Regions from separate parts of the Triticum aestivum genome. Here region 2 is linked to region 1. A link is a contact called in public Hi-C data. All regions are on one chromosome and are shown on one strand. Each heading gives the region's core, a stretch centred on a gene start, on an enhancer-like site or on the middle of the called end of the contact. The rest is flanking DNA. Distances are from core to core; before and after follow the strand shown. Region 1 holds the start of LOC123090825 (DELLA protein RHT-1-like). Region 2 overlaps LOC123090826 (outer envelope protein 64, chloroplastic).

Region 1 (6,247 bases), core at 1,304-3,803:
CATGAACATCAAGAACAGAACAGAGCTCGGCTCAGTTTCGGACGTGCGTTGCGTACAAAATTCATTTTCATTCTCATTGGAGCAGCTAACAAAGTCCGGCCCGCGCTTATTTTGATATGAGCGATTGGAGGAATTACACATTGCAATAATAGACATTTAAACATGATAGTAGTAGTAGTAGTAGTAGTAGTAGTAGTAGGGCTTGGGAGTTTTACGGGTGATCATGGAGGCGGTGGAGAACTGGGGACGAAGAAGGGATTACATTACTACATGCCGGTGGGATGGTCGGCTCGGAGTTCGTCGTCGTCCGTCTCTTCACGCCGGACGGTCGATCGTGGCCGGCCGCTGCAATTCAGCGTTCACTGACATGACATTTAGCTTCTTCTTCTTCTTCAAGAGCGTGCGTGCGTGCGTGCGCCGGAGAGCCGGGGCGGCCGCCGGGGTTGTGTCGTCCTCCATGCTCACGATGTGTACTTACAGCGTTCAAAACTCGCGGTCACGGCGCGGCCAGGCGCCATGCGGAGGTGGCGATCAGCGGGCGCGTGTGCCACCCCAGCGTCAGGCAGCCCTCCTTCTCCTCCACCTTGTACCCGTCGCCGCCTGCGAAGAGCGCCAGCAGCGTGCTCGCCTGCTTGTAGGCATTGGAGCCCAGGTGGACGGTCTCGAACCCGGCGTTGCCGAGGCGGTTCCGCCACTGCCCCAGGGTCTCGTGCCGCTCTGTGCGCTCCGCCCCCTCGCAGGCCACCACGTTGCAGATCTGCCGGCCGAGGTACACCTCGGACATGACCTGGTCCGTGCCGGCGGCGGCAGGAGCAGCAGCCGCCCCAGATGAGACTTCGGATGGGCCGCCGGAGCTGCCGCCCTCCAGAGAATCGAACATGGTGGAGTAGTAGTGCAGGGACTCGGTGAAGCGGTCCAGGAATGTGCCGGAGTTGTGGTTCGCCTCCTGCTCCACCACGGTGACGATCCTCGGCCGCACGGCGCGCACGGTGCCCAGGACCTTCTCCAGGGCGCCGGGCTGCGCGAGCAGCCGGTGCATCTCGAAGACCGAGTTGACGGCGATTACCTCGGGCTCCTCGTTCGGGTCCTCCTCGCCCTCCGGCTGCAGCATGAACGGCTCCAGGTCCGCGAGCGTGGCGGCGACGAGGCCGCGGTACTGGAAGTCGACGCGGATGGTGTGCGCGAACTGGGCGAGCTTCCAGCCCACCTGCTGCAAGGCGTCGGTCTCGTCCGGCTGCGGGGGGCCGACGCCGGTGAGGCGGAACGAGGGAGGGCCGCCGGGACGGAGCGCCAGGGCCTGGAGAAGGGCGGGCCACTGCATCCCCTGCTTGATGCCGAAGTCGACGACGTGCACGCGGCGGCAGCCGGCGAACGCCTCCAGGATGGCCTGGTTGGCGGTGAAGTGGGCGAACTTGAGGTAGGGGCAGGACTCGTAGAAGTGCGCGTGGAGGAGGTCGGCGAAGGCGGCGTCGAGGAGGGAGCTGTCCGGCTGCGGGCGGAAGCGGAAGACGCGGCGGGCGAGGGCCTCGCCGAAGTAGGCGGCGACCTTGCGCATGGCGCCGCCCTGGGACGCGGCCAGCAAGGGTATCTGCTTCACCAGCGCCTCCGCGGCAGAGAAGTTCTCCTGCTGCACGGCCTCTGCGCACGCCAGCAGCGCGTGCACCAGCCGAATCCCGGCCTCCTGCGTGTCGACCACGACGACCGGCAGCGCGGGCGCACCGGCCGCGGCGGCCACCGGCGGGGCAGCCTCCACCACAGAGCTCCTGGCGCCGCCACCGCCGAGAGAGGACGATGAGGATGACGACGAGGTGCTGCTGCCGCCAGTGCGCATCCGCTTGGGATCCCGCACGACGGAGTCGGCGGAGAGGTCGGCCGGCGCGACGGCCGGGGACGGGATCGGCCGCAGCGCGTAGGTGCTGCAGGAGGAGTCGACGGAGGGCGGGAGATCGAAGTACCCGCCGCCGGTGACGGTGGAGGAGGTGGAGGCGTTGAGCTGCGGGGCGGGCGGGAGGGGCGGCGGCGGCGCGTTGAGCTCCGACAGCATGCTCTCGACCCAGGAGGAGAGGTCGGTGGGGTTGTAGTGCACGGTGTCCGTGGCGAGGTGGGTGGCGAAGCTGTCGTCGGGCGCGGCGCCGGCGCCCACGCCGCCCATCCCCATGGCCATCTCCAGCTGCTCCAGCTTCTGCGCCACGTCCGCCATGTCGGACGCCCGCACCTTGTACCCGAGCGCCGCCAGCAGCTCGTCCACCTCCTCCCCCTCCCCCGCCGCCGCCGACCCCGACACCATCATCTTGTCCTCGGACGAGCCCATGCCTCCCCCGCCACCGCCGCTCCCTCCGGCGTCCTGGTACTCGCGCTTCATGATCTCGCCTCTCGCCTCCCTACCTCGCCTCTCTATCTATCTCAAGCTTTTGCTTGCCTCGATTCCGGCTCTGGGGCGGGCCGGGATTTGGATCCAGGGTCGGGGGAGAGGAGGAAGGAGGAGGAGACGGGGATGGTTGGGGTGGGGAGGGAGGAGAGCGAGCAGAGCAGCGAGGGAGCGGCAGCGTAGTAGTTGTAGACGGCATCGGGCGATGGATGGGAGGGGGGGGAAGGCATCTGGGCGGGGCACAGTGGTGGGTCGCTGGCGGGCGGGGCCCGGGCCAACACGCGCACAGCGTTGGATCGATGGACGGATTCGTCGCGCGCGTCTTTATCACCAGACAAACTTCGCCATCCAGTTACAAATCCTGAGCCCACCACCCCAGAAATCCCCGCAAATTAGAGAAAAAAAACGCTGCGGGTGATGGGGCTCTCTGCTGCGTCAGACTCCCTCTCCCTCTCCCTCTCCGTGCGCTGCGGCCGTGTGGCCCTCCCTGTGGCTTATGGCAAAATGGATTCCAAGACTTGGGATTCTTTTCCGTGCTGGTCGTTTAGTTTGTAGGATTGAATCCAGCACGAATATTTACCAAGGATATAACAACCAACATTTCAAGTACTTGCGTGATTTTGCCTCACGTGACACGTATACATAGCTAATGCGACACACGGTTCTGATACAGGGCAAGCCATAGGGCGGCCGATCTTCATGATTGGAGGTGGATTCGAGTAAGAGCACGACGAACATAAGGGGGGAACCGGTGGGAATCACAAGAGGTAATCTCATGTCAGCAATGTTCACCATCAATATCCACTCATAACTCAAGTCAATACAAAAGAAGCTCTAGATCCAACAAGCAAAGAAGAGAAAGCAAAAAACATGAGGACCCACTTGAGCTGGCGGTGGGTACATGATAATGACCGTGGGATGCTCCTCGTCGCGTTAGCTATGTGATTCATCTTGGAGAATGGCTATTATTTTGTCATTGATCATACCTTGTTATATACGCGCTATGTCATTCCAATCTGTTGGAGACTGCTTTCACATGCATATCATTGATCAATGTAATCGGAGCTCTTACGTTTTTCCTCTCACAAATGTATTCTATTTGGAGGAAAAATTATCATCCACTCAAGTCTTTTAGATCATGTACTTATGCCACACATGTCATTAAAAATGACACGCTATCTCTTGGTGTTACATATAACTATTAATGCTTGCATGCTCCTAGATATGTGGGATGATTAAAATTAACAATGAAAATATATAGCTAAATATGACAACTACTACTATGGCATATATAATTGTCTTATCTTCTCCACTAATACTGATCGATCTAAGCAGATCGTCAGTGTGTTTGCTGTACACATTTGTCAAAAGCCACAGGTCGGCACACTGGACCCGGCGGTGCAGAAAACGGAGCAGGGATGGGCTATACCGGATTGGACCCCGACTCCCACTTTATTTTTGTTTATCCTTGCTAGAAAAATCCTTATTTCTGTTTATTTATTCTTCTGGCGCGCATTATCATTTTCCACCCCGCGCGCGTACTACAGTTGCCGTGGGCCACCAGACTTTCTTTCAGAGACGGCTGAGCTGCCGTGGGCCACGGACGGTCGCCGCGGGCGGATCCGACGCAGGCCTCACGATTCGTGCAGCCGATCCTGGTAGGTTCACGAGGCCTAGCAAACCTTATCGCGGAGGCAGCGCCATGTGCTTCTTCCTGTGGGGGTCACCGCGGGGATACCACGGGTCTTCGTGGACCAGAGCTGCTGCACCGGTGGGGCCCCCGATCGGTCCACGGTGCACCGCCCGCGCCGATAATTTCCGTCGTACAGCCACAACAGAAGAAGTGTGGAGGGGGTAGTGAAAATTGTTCGAGATCGGTGGTGCGCCCTGTGCGTGACTGTACGAGCGCACGGACCGGGTAATCGCGACGCCCACCCGCCCGCTCGTGTGGTACGCGCGGCGCGACCAAGTCGTGCCGGCTCATGCATATCCGCTTGAGTGACTGAGTACGTTGGATACTTTGGTGATGCGAGCCGATCCTCCTTTTGGAGGAATTAGCCCTATATATAATCAATGGACCAAATCGGTGGACCTTGAGGTCATCTTCATACGTATGTGCAGTTCGAATTCGGCTACAAACAACAAAGGAAATAAATAAGTTGATGCATTTTTCTTGGACACGTTTGCTATTGGTAAGTGGCCTTAGAGTCGTTGTAAGTCATTTGTTCTCGAAGAAGAAAGGGAGGTTGTTGAGTATATGTGTTGTGCATATCTGTATATTGGACCCACCTTCTAGTTCCTTGTATAGTTGAGGTCGTGGTCCACCTTTTCATATATACGTGTGTTTGCACCTGAGGAATACAACGTGTATTTCCCACATCACACATGGTATAAGTTTTCCGGTTCTAACCCTAGTCTTCCGTCGCCGTCGCTGCCGCCGCCGCTGCCAGCGCGTCTCCCGCGCCAGCCGCCGCTCGTCCCTCCCTCGCCCGCTCGCTAGCCCGCCGCTCGCTCGCCTCGCAACCTCCAACTCGCTAGCGCGCTGCATCGCCAGTCCGCCGCTCGCACGCCCGCCAGCCAACTCGCTAGCGCGCTGCATCGCGCCGATCGATCGCATCGCCAGCCTACCTCTCCGCTAATCCAGTGCATCATCGACAGACCAAGCATATTGAGCTGGATATTCATTTTGTTCGGGAACAGGTGGCCCTTGGCCATATTCATGTTTCACACGTCCCTATTTCCCAACAATTTGCAGATATCATGACCAAGGGCTTGCCTACGGCGTAGTTTGAGGAGTTCCGGTCCAGTCTTTGCGTCAGCACGGTGCCGCTTCGACTGAGCGGGGGGTGGGGGGGTGGGGGGGGAGGGGTGTTGAGTATGTGTGTTGTGCATATCCGTGTATTGGACCCACCTCCTAGTTCCTTGTATAGTCGAGGTCGTGGTCCACCTCTTGTACATCGTATATACATGCGTTTGCATTTGAGGAATACAACGTGTAATTCCCACATCATATAGAGATAAGGCGAAGATACAAGGTCAAGTCAGGAGCGGCCCATAGTCAGGGCCAATGCGGCAAGATGTAGGGTAGCTAGAGATTGATGGTTCGGGGTGCGAAGTGGACTACCGACGCCCGTCGAAGAAGAGTGGCGGGGGTTTAGAAGGATGCTCCGGCGAGGGAGGAGCCATGACAGCGACGCGCCTTCGACTCGCTTCAATGTTTGTGTTCCTCGCAACGTTATCCACGGACCTAGATGTGATTTTTTTACTTCTATTTTTTTATACTACCTTAACCGTTGATGAATGGACTGGAAGTTTTTACGCAAAAAATAAAAATAAAAAGCATGTCCAATGCGGGGCACTGGCCAAGGGCGCCCGATCAATTTCCTGGTCGACAAGCAGTTAGGCCGTCGAATCCTGGCGCCGGGAGCAGCGTCGAGTCAAGAAGAGGAACCGGGTGCTTGGGCTTTTCTTCACCACGCAAGATAAGACAAGTAGCGCAGAAGCCAGTTTTCTATAACTAGCGTCTAGCGTTGAAACAGTTTATTTTCTCTTCCTTCGTTCAGAATTAGTTGACACTTAAACGTTTGTATCTAGACATTTTTTATATTCGTTTGAGCGTCAGCTACTTCCGGATCGGATAAGCGCCTTTAGAAGCGAGATCCGCGTTGAAGATGGACTTGTTTCTTAAGAGATGCCGTTCCATGTTGTAGTTTGTAATCGTAGTCATCAATCGGCTGCTTAGCGTAGTGTACGGGCGCAGATATGAGTTTGTTCGTAGCGGCAACTTTTTCGCATCACTTAATTAAACGAGCGGCCAAGGTGCAACCGTGCAAGCAGCGCAGTGCACGTAGCGGCTCCCATGCCAGGCGGAGGACCCCC
Region 2 (6,247 bases), core at 1,920-4,419, 650 kb before region 1:
ATTCAACAATATTGATGCCCTTTTCAGGTTACTGTTCCCATCGGTACACATGACAAGTGTCCTATTTCGGTTTCCTTCATTGCGAGGCATGGTGGTGATCGCTTTTTGCTGGACACCACTCAAGCCATATATGCCACCATCCAAGAGCAAGTTGAGATCCTAGCAAAATCTAATCCCTCAAGTAAAGAGGCGATGAGTGAAGAAGCTGCTGAAGCTGCTAAAGAGAAAGTCAGTTCCTATCTTATTATTATGGTCATCTACGAGTAGCTTTTGTTTTTCGAACTTTTGCTTAAAGAACCACAGCCATGAGTTAGTAAAGGATTGGAGTATCACCAAAGAGCTAGCTATGGACAGGGGTGTGTGGAAGCTTGCTATCCATGTGCCCGAGCCATGAGTTGGTTGCGAGATCTTATGGGTTTCACCTCTAGCCTACCCCAACTTGTTTGGGACTAAAGGCTTTGTTGTTGTTGTTGTTGTTGTTGCTTAAAGAACCACAGCCACTGCTTTTTCCTAGTATTATCTTACAGTAGTACGGTACCATACTATGCCAATGCGACAGTAGTTCACTACTTGGAAGAAAGAACTGATAAGTGTTACATCTTAGCGTTTGACAAATTGAGTTGCACTTTATGGGTGTTACATCTTAGCGTTTGACAAATTGAGTTGCACTTTATGGGTGTTACATCTTAGCGTTTGACAAATTGAGTTGCACTTTATGGGTGTTACATTCTAGTACTTGATAGATTGGAAGTGCTAGTCTCTGCATCAATGGACTTGCTCTGTATATGGACGCGCACAAACAGGATTGTGAGTGTTTATTATATTGTCTTCTTTGTTCTTACTTGGGGTTCTTTTCTATCACTTGCTACTTGACAGGGTAACAGTGCATTTAAGGAGAAGCAATGGCAAAAGGCAATAAATTTATATACTGAAGCAATCAAATTAAATGGCAAAGTAGCCACATACTACAGTAACAGGGCTGCGGCTTTTCTCGAACTAGCTAAGTACGATCTTTTCCCCCCTTGTAATTTTGTCTCCAATTTATCGTAGAACTAGCTGGCATGTATGATTGTTTGCCATTTATCTTTGAAGAGCTTGGATGCACAAGTGTTTATTTGGCACTTTGGTTACTCATGATTATTTGTTTTGGACCTTTCAGTTATCGCCAAGCTGAGACAGATTGCACTAGCGCCATCGATATTGATCCAAAGGTTAATATCTGCTTTCTTAGTTTCAACTTTCGACTTTGAAACATGATATGACATATACCTTCACGTTTACATATTATTCTACTTTATAAATGTAAGTGTAGGCAATGAGATAGAAATGTACTTCCTCCGTCCCAAAATAAGTGTCTTAACTTTGTACTAACTTTAGTACAAAGTTGAACTAAGCTTGAGACACTTATTTTGGGACGGAGGGAGTATGTTCTAAATCTGTTGCGACTGTGATGGTTTGTGAGTTTTTGCATGATTGGTTGAGTTGTTATTTATGTAACGTTTCAGATTGTCAAAGCTTACTTGCGAAGAGGCACGGCAAGAGAGATGCTTGGATACTATAAGGAGGCTGTCGATGGTCTGTCTTTCATTTCCCTTTGCTTGATACTCAAGTTATCTGGATTTAAAACTAATTGTTTACTTGTCGACTGTGTCTTGCAGATTTTAGCCATGCCCTTGTTCTAGAGCCAATGAACAAGACGGCTGGTGTAGCTATTAATAGATTAAAGAAGCTATTCCCGTAAGTGCCAAGCCCATGGAATTATTTCTTTCTGAAAATATGGCTGCTGATTTTGTGCACAAACAACTGTGTCTTGGGGATGGAATGGAAGTGCCTGAGCGCCATGGATCTGTGATGCGGCATATGCTCTTTGCGCTTCGCAAGGGTATTGAATCGTCATTGCTGGTGGCAACGGGGTTGTCATTCGTGGAGTCATTTTGCATGTTCTCCCCCAAGTTTTGATAAAGCAAAGTAAAAAAAGCATAGGTTTGGAGAGTCGATCATAGCAGCAATGTCCCCTCAGATGTGATCTACCAATGCGCTCCCGTCATGTATAATATCGATTTTGACAATTATTTGTTGAAACAGCTTGATTTTGCCAGTAAAGTGCTCCGCAATGCCGCATGCATCCTTTTGCTATTCTGATGCGGCTTTCAGGGGAAACGGCAGCTTCAGGTGAAGTCTCACCGAGGCTGTTGGGCAACAACCCTTTTTGCTTACATGTTGCCCTCACTGAATTTAGACGACATTTCAACCTTCCCTTTAGGTTTGGTTGTTTGGTTGTCCCTCTCACTGAATTTTCATGTATTGGAAGGCGTCTGCGTCAGTGATGTGTGCCTAATATGATGGTGTGGATTGCTCACCGCCGGACCTTATTGTGCATGGACATGCAAGATGCAACTATGCAAGTGGGTCTGAGGCGAATTCCTGTTCTAATAATTGGGCGTCGCGTTCACTGGCGAAGTTGGGCTTAGTCTGTTGGGTCATTTTTGTATCAAGTACAGGAGGTGAGCCTTAGGTCATTGACTCGTTTGTTACAGAATAGCAATCAAGTGACCTGGCAGGGAAAGGAAAGCTGGCATCTTAGGTGTCTGCCCCCAGATGTCTCAGTGCATGATGATTCCCAGCCATTCAGGTGCCGTCACCGGTTAAGGAATGATCGTATCAGGCCAACCAATATCGATACCAGTTCACACACGCTCCGAGTAGCAATAATAAACGGTAAAGAGGACAGCTTGATCTTGTGCTTCGACTGGTACGGACACACGCGGCAAGGTGCGGCGCCGGCGCCGGCGCCAAAGCTATCTCCAACTTGCTTCTTTCCGGAAGAGAAAAGATGTTATCACTGGAGGACGTTACAAAAAGAAAAGCATCCCCAACTGCATCTATCCACGGAGGGGAAGAGCTCTCCTTTTCCATCGCCCCTTGCACGAGCGGGTCATTCAGTCAGTCAGTCAGGGATAGAAAAAAGTAGAGAGAGAGGCGCCGGAGCCGCAAAGTTACGGCGCGCACGCACGCTTTCCCTCGCGCGTTTCGGCCTCGGTCGGATCAAAGAACGAGCGAGCGAACGAACGAACGGCATGATCGATCGCGTAGGGCCCATGGGGGCGGCATGTGTGGTGGTTAGGTACGGCCCTTTTCCCGACGCGCTACCCTTTTTTTATCTGTTCGGCCGATTGATGCTCATGCTCATGATCGGGACCATGCGTGAACAGAACTGCGCCGTGACCACAACACAGTTCAGACCTTATCGGAGCCGCCGAGAGGTTACGAGACGGGGAGAGAATGAGTAGGGCGTGACCACGTACGCGCCGCTGCCGCGGACCGCCCAGCGACTCGTGGCGATCATGCGAGACTGATGAACCTACGAATTTAGCCCCCATCCGCCCGTTTTCAAGGAACTAGTACTGCATAAAATCCCGGTACGTGCAACAACCTTGAACGAGACCCTGCCCTACCAATATATATTTTCTTTTCAAGGAACCAGCAGACTCTCTAAAAGCATCTCCAAAAGATGATCCAAATTTTGACGGTCCAAAACCGGAGATGTAAATTTTGGACCGTCAAAAAATACGTTTTGGAGCTTCGAAAAAGGCCAACTCCAACAGATGGTCCAAATTCATGGTCCAAAAAAGCAACTCCAATAGATGGTCCAAATGCATGGTCCAAAACCGGCCAACAGCCGCCCGGCTGCTGTTCATCCGCTGTCCAGCCGCAGATATTTGAAAATAACATAAAAAAAATCATATCCACAATATCAAATTATTGCATAGTTCTTCAGATCCAGGAGATGCAATGCAACACAAATATAACATAGTTTTGCACAATACAACATAGTTTTGAACAAACAAATAATAAATCTATGCGGATCTTTCGCCATGCCATTTCCAATGCTCTTCCATCAAATCTTTCTGGAGTTGGTCATGCACATCGCTGTCTCTAATCTCGCTGTACACCTTCATGAAACGTTTGATGCGCTGTTCTTTTCGCATGGGGTTAATAGGAATGCCCATCAAGTGATAGAAGTTGCAATGTAAATGTTTTCCATGCTCGTTCTCAATGATTATGTTATGCATGATCACGCAAGCGGTCATGATGTACCAAAGGATCTTTTGATCCCGAAATCTAGATGGTCCTCGCACAATAGCAAATTGGGATTGCAAAATCCCAAATGCCCTCTCAACATCTTTTCTAGCCGCCGCTTGTGCATTATGAAAGACAGGTTCTTTCTTACCTTCAGATTTTGCAACCGGCTTGACGAATGTACTCCACCTCGGGTAGATCCCATCTGCAAGATAGTACCCATAGTTGTAGGTGCGGCCATTTGCTTCGAAGGTCACCGGTGGTGCTTCTCCATTTGCTAAGTTGGCAAAGAGAGGTGACCGGTCGAGCACGTTAATGTCGTTGCAAGAACCGGGCATACCAAAATATGCATGCCAAATCCATGTTTCATAATCAGCAACTGCCTCAAGAATGCAAGTGGCATCCTTCCCACGACCCTTGAATTTTCCATGCCATGCTTTTGGACAGTTCTTCTATTTCCAATGCATGCAATCCACAGACCCGAGCATACCTGGAAACCATCGAGCTTTGTTCATCTCCAAAAGCCTCTGAGTGTCCTGAGCATCGGGTGCTCTCAAATACTGTGGACCGAACACTTCTACCATAGTTATTGCAAATTGCTTGACATAGAAGATAAAAGTGCTCTCTGCCATCGCCAAGTTATCATCAATGTAATCTGCCGGAACACCATATGCCATGATGCGCAAAGCGGCAGTGACCTTCTGCTCAATGCTATGGCCAAGCAACCCGGCACAGTTCCTTCTATGCTCAAACACTGGGTTATGCTGCTTCACTTCATTGCAAATGCGAAAGAACAAGTCTTTCGACATTCTGAAACGGCGTCGAAAGTAATTCTCCGGAAAAACAGGTGACGATGCAAAGTAGTTGCGCACCAACCGTTTGAGCGCATCAATCCGTTCTCTCCGAATGAACGCACGACCATAAACGGAACCACCGTGCTTCGGTTTCTTCCTCTTGTGCATGGCCACTAGCATAGCAATCTCCTCTTCTTCATGCAAATCAAATTCCTCGTCCGACGATGAATCATCCACGAAAGAGGAGTCAACCGAGCTCATCTACAATGCACACAACTACCGTCAAACATACTATCCAATCCCAAGTTAAATCATCAAGTTTTGTCATTTTTACCTTGGGGAATTCCGTCGAACACCTTGTGCGCGCGGTGGAAGAAGATGGCCGCCAGTTGGATTGGCGGCTGCGGACGGCTGCGGTCGGCTCCGGACGGCGGCGGTGATAAGAAATGAGAGGTCGGAGGCCGGCCAAAAGGAGCTCGGCGGGCGGCGAAGACTAGCCGGGCGGAGGGAGGCGGGGAGGCGATCGTGCGGCCGGCGCAACGGCCGTGGACAGGCTCACGGCCGACGGGAGGAGGTCGGCGGCAGCCTAAAGACCCGATGGAGGCCTACCGCGGCAGCCGGACCGCCGGAGGGGCCGAATTCCGGGCCGGCTGCCACCCGATTCGGCGGCGTCTGGGCGGCGGCGGGGAGGCGACGGGGGCGGAGGGCGGCGGTGGGGATGTGGGGTGGTGGCGGCGCCGACGGCGAGGTTTTGGGCGGCCGCGGCAGTGGATTCCGGCCGGTTGTTCTTCGGGCGGGCGGACGGGCGCGGGCGGGAACGGAAATGAAGTGGCGGTTGGGCGTTCACGGACGGCGGCTGGTTTTGGATCAGATGCATCTCGTGATGTATATTTGCATTACGAGGTGTTCATTTTACATCACCAAGAGACCGCGGTCCAATTTTTTTTGCATATGGACCGTCCGTTAGAGTAGCGTTTTTTGCCCAGGCGGTCCAAAAGTTAGTTATTTTTACATTTGGACCATCTATTGGAGATGCTCTAATAATCATGCCCATGTGATACGTGATGCTTGCATCATTATTCATATCGAGCTTGGGGTTGGGTCGGGGGTCTACCAGTCTAGCACGGCCGGATCGGATCTCTCCAATCCTCGTCCCCTTGGTGCATCTGGGCCACCACGCTCGTGCATGCAGCAGCGCCCGTGGCGAATGATACCTTGGCTGCGTGCGTTGCCGTTGCCGTACTAACTACGTTGTCCCTTTTACTTACTACTGGTGCGCGGCTGGGCAGATCGACCCCGATCTCGCACGTACGAGAGGACCACCGTCGCATTCCTTGCCGCATGGCTTCCCGATGCGAGATCTACCTATCTGA

What was found. Hi-C and Micro-C count contacts between places; a contact is called where the count stands out from the background.
Region 2: a Hi-C map of leaf shows a contact between it and region 1, with 3 times the contacts expected there. The contact joins the enhancer-like site here to the promoter of LOC123090825 in region 1. A contact is called at or near these places in 2 of 5 Hi-C or Micro-C datasets (both in leaf) and 1 of 1 datasets of contacts at active chromatin or transcription factors (leaf).

What each region holds. Positions count from the first base shown.
Region 1 is chr4B:33,610,664-33,616,910 of IWGSC CS RefSeq v2.1, reverse strand. LOC123090825 (DELLA protein RHT-1-like) reads right to left here and starts at 2,553. Exons shown (of 1, transcript XM_044512168.1): 1 at 9-2,553. The coding sequence starts at 2,362. The coding sequence ends at 497.
Region 2 is chr4B:34,256,898-34,263,144 of IWGSC CS RefSeq v2.1, reverse strand. It overlaps LOC123090826 (outer envelope protein 64, chloroplastic), which reads left to right. Exons shown (of 14, transcript XM_044512169.1): 9 at 28-228; 10 at 877-1,004; 11 at 1,160-1,211; 12 at 1,506-1,575; 13 at 1,659-1,737; 14 at 1,829-2,098. The coding sequence ends at 1,835. Among protein-coding and RNA genes, the nearest start is that of LOC123090826, 13 kb to the left of the region's middle. Within about 2 kb of position 3,169, at least 6 of the 8 cell types and tissues checked have an H3K27ac peak or open chromatin away from gene starts, as enhancers often do. A contact at or near this core is called in leaf, where this site is marked.